Linked DNA regions of Gasterosteus aculeatus: region 1 is linked to region 2. A link is a contact called in public Hi-C data. All regions are on one chromosome and are shown on one strand. The core of a region is the stretch at or near the end of the contact, and the rest is flanking DNA. Distances in the headings are between cores, read along the strand shown. Region 1 overlaps macrod2 (mono-ADP ribosylhydrolase 2). Region 2 overlaps macrod2 (mono-ADP ribosylhydrolase 2).

Region 1 (4,514 bases), core at 1,296-3,795, 69 kb before region 2:
CCAAGGCCTTTTGTGAATGGATTAGTTACTATTAAGCTGCCGGGCCTGATAAATTAGGATTTATAAAGATTATTACAAAATACTTATGCCCTCCTAATGCTGTTGATTGAATTTGTGAATCGTATTGAATTACTGCTGTGGATTATGGAAAGGTTTGCTGAATAGGCGGAGAGAAATGAGTTATTGTGAATCGTTTAACAACACAGACTGTATTGACGCCCTTGAAGTGTCGGCGCTATCTAGTCCAGCTCCTCACTATCAGCCCAGAACCCGATTCCCCAAAGAAAACAACCATAACTGCTATCTTCAAAAATTCCCTTCAACCTTAAGGCTTGAAGACAAATGGATGGTGTGCGATTTTAATTGCCTACTAACACCCTCCAGTGTAAGAATCTAATTATCTTTGGTCCATCGTATCGGAGAAGCCTATAACTGTTTCAATATTACACATCCAAAGGGGCTAAAATGGCTGAAACGGCAGAAGAGCCAGATAATGGCTTCTTAAATAAGTTTGCCTCTAAGAAAACATTCTTTAAAAAAAGACCAAGCTCTCATCTTGTATTCATTTCCCCAAAGAGGAACTTGGCAGCAGAGATAACCGACAAAGAACACACTCCATTACTTCATAAACACAAAACAAATGATTATTATATCAATGTTTCCCTCGTTGTGACACTCGGCAAGTCCAAAAGTCATCGTTATCTAAATTAGAAAACAAAACAAACTCACATGCATGCAATGACACACACACACACACACACATTAGCTTACCCCTGTTACTCTCGTCCCTCTCTTCCTTGGTTGTGGATTTGGTGGATGGGGGTGTGTCATCTATAAATATAGAAGAATAAATGGTAATTTACAGACGGGGGAGTGACACGTCGTTATCCACACGCACCATCAGGATGCGAAGGGCGTGACATCTTGTCAATTGGAACTGTTAGATGAGAAGATGGTGTTAAGTTAAATGCTTTTGGCAAGCCAAAGGCACAGCGCTGATTACTGTAACTTGGCCATCGTGCTTCGGCTGACCACGCTACAAGACCCTGTGGGGGAACTCACAGTCTTTCACGCTGTTTTGTTTTGTACCTGCCAGAGAGAGAGAAAAAAAAAATCTCCTGTGGGAAGGTGTAGAAGGAATGTGAGGCTTTGAAACTAACTCCAGAACGCAGAGTGAGACAAAAGCACCATTCCCTGTGAGAACGGCAGTTATTCGAACCTTTGAATAGGCTCCAGCCAGCACCGATTCAAGCCCGGGCTGATGGAGCACAATGAAAGGCCGGTTCTTGGCACAGTCACAGAGGCCCATCAAACAGGTCCAAACTAGACTGGGGCAGGGCTGGCATGATGACACAATGAGTCCCCCCATACTCATGGAAGACAACTAGCCCTCAGACCTGCTGTACCTGCATGGGGAAGCAGTTTATTTCTAATATTTAATAAAAAATGAGAAAAATAAGTAACTGAGTAACTCAATTGGATCTGTTGTATTTCTGCGAAACAATATGCATCCTTTCACTTTCTGTTCAAGCCATCTCTTATTCAGGACATCATTGCACGGCCGATTGTCAATAGTTTATCCCGATAAGCAGTATCTGGGAGTCTCAGGCCGTGTGCCAAGATGGCGCGGTGATAAGAGCATTATGCGCTGACAGTTGTGTTTGTGCATCGCCTGCCGCACGCTGCGCCGCGTTGTTGTCGCTCTGCTGTTTTTTTTGTCGCTCGCTCAAGGTGGTCTGAAGGCATTGTGCCCGTAAGCCGGATGAACAGAATGTTGTTTGTGTGGGTGTGGGAATTAGCTGTGGATATAAGCTCTAGTAATGTAATGCACCTGACATGGAAGTATTTTTAACTGCAACGTGTCAGGCTCAGGTTTCAACTTGTCACCAAATGGAATAAACATTCAATTTTATCTGCTGCATAAAACCCAGCAAATCGCTGTCACCAGTTGAGGCTACGCCACTCACTCAGCCTCTGTGCGCTTTAATGGAGGTGTTCAGGTGAAAAGGCAACCATGAAATATTCTGTCACTCACTTCCCTTCAGCTGCTTCCCTGTAACCTCCATGTCATTGTGTGGTGGAGGGGGAAGAACACAGCATGTCAAACCAGGCTATTTTATGATGTAAGACACAGCGAGTCATCACTACTTGTCGCCCTGATTATAATATTCGTGTATTCACACGGCCTCGGATCTAGAGTTCTACACCAACTGTGTATGTGGCTGTGTGTTTGGCGGGAGGGGGGGGTGGGGGGGGGTCCATTCATGAGACATTCCTTTTCCAATAAACCTGGACTAGGCTCAGCATAACTAATACGAAAATACTCCCGTTTTCCAATTGACAGCAGGTCAGGGCAGACCCTAAAATAAAAATGTAAAAATCCACTTTTGATTTACTCTCCTTTTCTTCACACGCCTATTGTGTGCGGCAGACAGAGTGAACTAAGGGTGTTTCCTGGGGGATGAGTTGGGTTTCACAGTCGGAGATGAGACCCGGGAAGAGAGAGGGGGGAGCTGTGGATGCCTGCTCACGGATCCTGGCACATCCCACAACCTCACACAGATCTCAACATGCCTCAACACTCCTTTGAGTCGGGCCACCTTCTATATATATAGCACGCGTGTGTTTGTATTTTAATATGCACGAGTGAGTGTGTTTGAGTCTAAGCAATGATTGCACTGTGGTTAACAAGCAAAAGCAAGCATTAGCTGTGATGAAAGGTTGTTGTCATCTGCTCTGTGGAAGTGGAAGCATCAGAGCTCCCAGTGGATCCAGCGACAGACTTTTCCTTTGTATAACACTGAATAAAAGGGTACAGTGCATTAATCTAACCCTGCTTGGGGAAACAAAGGACGGCCCGCTGATTTAACAATATAACAATAGTGCAAGGAGGGAAACGGAGTGTTATAGCTTCTGCCACATTGTATAACATTATTACCACTGCTCAACACTGCTGTCAGCCCGAGAAATGAATGTGACTTGGTCAAGAAAAACAATATATGGAAGCATTATTTCTTTCTATAACGGTGGTCCCACATGGGATTCCTACGAGGTGCCCTGCCTGATCTTTGGATCCACCAAAGCTATTGTATAATTAAGGGGACGATCAGCTGTGCAATTCTTTGACGTTTTGGTAAATATGCTCACTGGCTTTCCTATCGAGGGTTAAATGAGAGGAGGAATATCAGCTGAACCGCTAACTAATTAACATGTTGTATGGCCCGGCTTGTCCTCTGGTTGCCTGGCAACTTCAGGACAATGACAACATTTCAGGAAGTCACTGCACAGTTTATGTAAAGATTAAACAGCGCACATCTTAAATCGTGTAATTTAGCTTTAGCTGATACGTTTACATTTTTTTATTTTATTTTATACTAGCTTTTCCCCTAAAAACAGTCTATGTGTGCCATCAGTCCTCAAAGGGAACGAGCTATTCCTGTAAGTTATATTTTTCACTCACATGTTTGTAGGGTTAAGTTCTAAACCCGTATGAAATATGCTGTCTGGCCAATACTCACCACATTGATATGAACCTTGCAGGATATTTATTCAAGCAAAAACATGTGATCGTTTTCAACTAGGATGAGGAAAAGTGAATCCTCAATTCAAAGAGCTGAACCGACACTCTGAGCCCCTGTGCTGCTTTGACAATCACGTTGCTAACGCACCATGTTTTGTTTCCTGCCAAGAGGGAAGGCCTCCTGAAACACAGCTTTAATTTTCACCCCTCACAGGGATCCTGGAGCTCTTCATCTCTTCTTTCCACACATCACATGCGTGTGATAAAAACATGTGCATATCAGCTTCACTCCATCCGGAGCGATGGGGTGGGGCGGGAGGGAGGTGCTACCATTACGGCCATTTGGGGGTTTATGTCTCGGAGTGGGATTGGAAGTATGGAGTTTATTAAGAGCCATGTAAACAAATGTCAATTGAAGCGTCAGTGAAACATTTGGGGGAGAAGGCAGCAGCTCCTTCCTGATCTGTGGGCTGTGTTAATGTTGTCAGCACTGTGGCTGATTGAGAAGAAGAAGAGATGGAGCCCAGCTTGTGGGCAGCCACCCGGATCATATTAGTGAGGGATTGTACCCAGAATCAATTTCAACATGCTTTTACTCTCTGCAACCACAGCTGCCTGACTGCTTCGATGCTCGCAAATAATACGTGCCAAGGCAAGCATGTGGTAAATCACAATCTATGAACCAATCTGAATACCTAATAGAATCATGTCGTATGATTAATTGCATTGATTAGGCTCTGTCGAATAATGGTTATATTTTTTCTAAATACACAACCATGGTAATTCCTACAGATTGTGTGGCTGCAGTTTCTAGGTGCACGTATTAATTCAAATTATGCAAACGCTGATGGTCCTCTTTCACAGCTAGCGAGACTGTCATGGCACCTGTGAGATGTGTTAAGTTTATAGCTTTTCAAAGTAATAAATAGGTCATTATATCACTGGTTACGAGCTCAGTAGGCGAGTTGGGTAATGAAAGGTGAATAGCACCACA
Region 2 (4,578 bases), core at 1,069-3,568:
GCAGCACACTTTCACTTTAAAGCTCCCCCAACACGTAGAGCCATGAATCTGAGCTTGCCCAGGGGTAAGAGCGACCAACACTAATTAACAACAGCCGGATCAAAGGTCAAGTCTGTATTTTTGTGAGAAAACAACGTTTTTCAATTACAGTATATATCAGCGTGGTGGCGAAGTAATACAACTTGCAGTACTGTGGGCAGGTTTACTGCAAACACTAAATTGCATCTTTTAGACATCTGTTTTTCCGGCTGTATGAAGAGCTTTTAAATGAGATGAATTTTCTTTATTCAACTGACACTGTAGATATGATGACAGCCAAACAAAGTAAGACTTTTGATGCAATGTACAGCTCCATTTAGGCACAGAATTGGTGTTCAATGAAAATGTTCAGCTTTGGTCCATGCCCATACTAAGCTTGGAGCAGGTAAGCTCTCCCTCCGTGCAGACCCGAGGGCCATTCTCACACACTTTGATCCGAGCTCTGATGATGGGGAGGCAGGCACACTCAAGGGAAGAAGGATTCGGGGTAGGAGGAACACAGGGACTGACAGATTCTTTTGTATTTCTCTCATCCTTATGTTGGGCATCCCAGCAGAGAACATGCAAACCAGCGCTTTCTCTAAGGGGCTTCTTTTTTTGGGTGCAAAATGCTCAACTCTAAAGAGAGATCAGAGGAGAAGCAGGCTCATTGATAAGCATATAATGGCTCACTTAAAGAGAACATGCATTTTGCGGAGATGGGCGCATGGTTCAAACGGGAAGCTATTAGTCATTCTGTCGGCTCATTTCCATATGTGTTTCATTGTCTCATGGGCAAAGGCTGCTGCTCCTTCCTCGCATTTACTGCACTCACAGTGGGTCTAATGATATTCACACCTACGGCAAAAACGAAGAGCCTTGTATCTCTTTGTCTCCATATGAAAAGGCCTTTGAAAGGGGACAATGCGAAAGCACATTTCAGGTTTGTGCACCTTTCTTTGATGAGCTTTTAGTCGTGCTGTTCTGGAACAATATGAGCTTGCATCTCGGTTTTACAATTAATACATACTAAAAGTGAATCCATTAATGCAGAAATGTCTTACGTAAGGTGACAAGGAATGTCAGAAGAACAAATACTAGGGAAAAAATGGCTGTTTGAGTGCTTTTTTGTCTGTGACAGTCAGTGGCTTACTGCTCGAGCTATACTTTGAAGTTATGAACATAAGAAAAAGTGGTTATTCCTTTACTAAATGTACTTCTTCATACACGATCATAACACTATCCAGCCACCCATTTATGTCAACTCAAGTGTTTTGATCCTATTTAGATTATGGTATAGTTGTTAACTTAGTTTTTATTGACTTATTGACTTTTACATACTTTATTTTCTACAAGGTATTTTCCAGCTTTTACTTCAAATCAAGCAAAATTTGAGGTACATAGAGAATAAAAAAATAAGTTAGCATGATTAAAATCTAATTTAACTAACTATTTCTACATTAACAAGTCACTCCCGCATTCCTGAAATAGTTTAATAACCAAGCCAGAACTCATATCAAATAAATGCTGGTTTAGTTTAAAGTACAAATGAATAAATACATTCACAAATGAATTCATCTCTATTGTTGGGTTGAATTGCTTATCAGAAGACATTGAATTTCACTGGTCGTGTATGCAGTTAACATTTCTAGCCTTACAACATCCCCGCGGAGGCATTGTTGTCCTGCTCATAATCCACGTCGTTTGAGAAACGAGAGGTCACAGGCTCCCGCTGGGCACCGGATGCAAACACTGCACGGAGGTGATGAGATGAACTGCTGCGAGGATGCCAGATCTCTTCCCTTGTCACTGCATGTTCTCTCATCTGAGAATGTACCCACACAAAGTCCAGCTGCTGCCATCTGAATCGCACAGTCTCTTCTTGGCATCCTCAAGGGGAGAGCGCACAACACACCTGCCTTGTCACGTAGGAAACGTTGTGGCAGGTACGGGGATATTGAGGATCAACAGATGTGAAAGTGCTCCCCAAAGGTTGTTGCCATCTTCAAGTAGTCCTTTCACTTTCACACTACGGTGCAGGATATGGAGTTTGAGACGGTAAAGCAGTAGTGGATTTATTAAGTCTAAAAGCCTTCTGAAGAATTGCCTTTTCAAAATATCCACCTTTATATCCCGCAGGAGATTTATTTGACCAAGCATACAGGCCTTATCAAAATATCCCCAGCTGAGTACAAGTGCAATGACAGTACACAGGAAACTTTTACTCAGATATGCACACACATGCACAGGGGCATGAAGAAGTAAGGGTATATTGTTCCAGTTCTTGAGGCTATGGTCATCCTTAAGGTGCTTAATAGACCATGTCGCCCACAGTACCTGCCAGGCAAGGCTGGGAGGGGTGGAAGGTCCGGAAAGAGAAAGAGGGTCACCTTCATGTAGAGACAGCTCTGTCACACCGGGGCCATGAAGGGAGCCACTCTGCCACCCGATCCTGGCCCAGACAATACATGTCTATGGCCAGCCAAGCAGAACAACAAATCACCCACCTCCTCCAGACTTCAACCCTCCGAAAGAACAAAACAAAACAGCCTCCGAGAGACTTCAGGTACTAGATGAAAGTAGTACATCCTCCGTGAGGTAGCTGTATAATTGCTCACCGAGCTGCAAAATAATAATAGTTATTAAAAATGTGAACGTTTATTCTTACTTGAACACAATCATTTTCTTATTAAACATGCCATCGCACTAAAAACACTGTGGATATTTTCCAGAGATGTGGGTGCAGTCTTTTTAATCTTTACTTATCCACATATCAAAAGACAATTAGGACGACCACAGGACAAATAGTAGAAGCACTATAACATAGGCAAGCATGGGCAAAAGTTACAAAAAGAAGATTGAAATGTAGTCTGCTTCTTTCTGTGTAAGGGGATCTAATGTAGTCAAATCCCCGAGCCGCATTGCGATGTGCTGCTATCTTGGTCTGAGCACAGGTGCATTTCTAAATGAGGAGGAATGAGAAGGGACCCAAAACCCACCGACACCCCAAATGAAAGAGTGGGGACACGCCACTCAAGGTCACGCTGAATTGCAGGAGCATGGGCACTGCAGATTGATTGGGTGTACGGGGAGCAGCTGGCTGAGAGGAAACAGGAAGGTGACTGAGGGAATCACCAGGTGGCTCAGGTGAATTATCAAACCGTCCATCCATCTCGTTCTGTCTCCTGGGCAGACGAAAGGCTGCTTTCAAGTGGTCCTGTTGTGTGCGGCGTTCCTCTGCAATGGATTAACTGTAGAGTTGTTGCTGCGCTTTGATCCGATCTACGGGATGCCCCCCCTCTTCCCCCACCCCTGAATGGCCAGAGGATAATACAGCTAATTACAACTTTCTAAATGTGGAGTTCATCATGAATATTGATAAAGCATTAATTAGTTACTAAAACTGGGAATCCAATTTTCTTTGCACCCAATACATCACATGTTTTTTGAGCAAATTTAAGTGTACTGCATCACTTCGTAGGGATGAGTATTTATATTTGTTTGCATTAAATAACATAATCCAAAAGTCACAATGTTTTCGAAAAAATAAAATAAAAACAAAAGAAAACACTTGATTGGTTTCTTTTCTCTTGATCAATAGTAAGGAGCCTGATTAGTATCAACAGATTATAATCATGCTTTGAAAAGAGACCATCATGTGGGTCATTATGCCTGACGGAGCTCAATGCACACAAACACATACGCATCGCTCATGACTCCTTCTTCCTGAGGAGACAAGGACTCTGCAGAAATGGGTTCAGCACGTCAGAAGCCGTGATTAAGCAAAAGCAATGTGTATGCTTATCTTCAATAACTTAATAAATCCAGTTTCATAATGGAATATCTTCACTGCAGCGCTGAATGGGAAATCCTGTAGCACGGTTGTTCTTTTAATTGCCAAGTGCTCCGCTGTGTGAGTTCAGATGAAATAAAAATCCAATGCCAGTCAAACGAATGGCAGGAGCAAATCTTTTATAATATTTTCTTTTGGTATTCTACTCAAAGCATCTAAAAGGCATCATATACACGCCTAATCCGTTTTTGTTTAATCAAACCATTAAAAGTGACTCACCCCTGTGTTTTCCCCAGCAAACTCATGTCATTATGACATGGTGAATAAACCTTTGGGTTGTCTAGATTCAGATGTATGTGAAATGAGAAGGATAGGATATCAGTCCAACAATAACTGATTTCAATTTTAATCTGTTCTATGGTCCTTAAAGTTGCGGCATAATTTATACACGGAGAGTCTGACATTTACGATATCAAGGTCACTGGTTGACAATGAAAGAAGTGTTTAATCTGCCAAATTACCCCATGAAATAATCATTTCAGTAGGCCTACTTCATAATGATTTAATGCGAACATGTCATATCAATTTTAATTAACTGGAGAGTATGTGTAAGGTGGGGGCTTAACTAAAAGGACCTCACATTCAAAATGTAAGTGTCGGTTAAAACAGTTGCTGGGGCAGAACTAAATATCGTACACCCCCGTGGCAATCGCCAGCAACAAAGCCAGACAATCCTGCACTGTTAGAGCTAATATATCTCCCCCATA

Evidence for each region. Hi-C and Micro-C count contacts between places; a contact is called where the count stands out from the background.
Region 1: a contact with region 2 is called in a Hi-C map of skeletal muscle, with 2.2 times the contacts expected there. The contact joins two enhancer-like sites. A contact is called at or near these places in 2 of 6 Hi-C or Micro-C datasets (both in skeletal muscle).

Annotation. Positions count from the first base shown.
Region 1 is chr6:8,336,907-8,341,420 of fGasAcu3.hap1.1, reverse strand. It overlaps macrod2 (mono-ADP ribosylhydrolase 2), which reads right to left. Exons shown (of 17, transcript XM_040179259.2): 10 at 772-831. Among protein-coding and RNA genes, the nearest start is that of kif16bb, 62 kb to the left of the region's middle. Within about 2 kb of position 2,545, at least 1 of the 9 cell types and tissues checked has open chromatin away from gene starts, as enhancers often do.
Region 2 is chr6:8,267,246-8,271,823 of fGasAcu3.hap1.1, reverse strand. The region is part of intron 6 of macrod2 (mono-ADP ribosylhydrolase 2); the gene reads right to left. Among protein-coding and RNA genes, the nearest start is that of LOC144409524, 130 kb to the right of the region's middle. Within about 2 kb of position 2,318, at least 1 of the 9 cell types and tissues checked has open chromatin away from gene starts, as enhancers often do.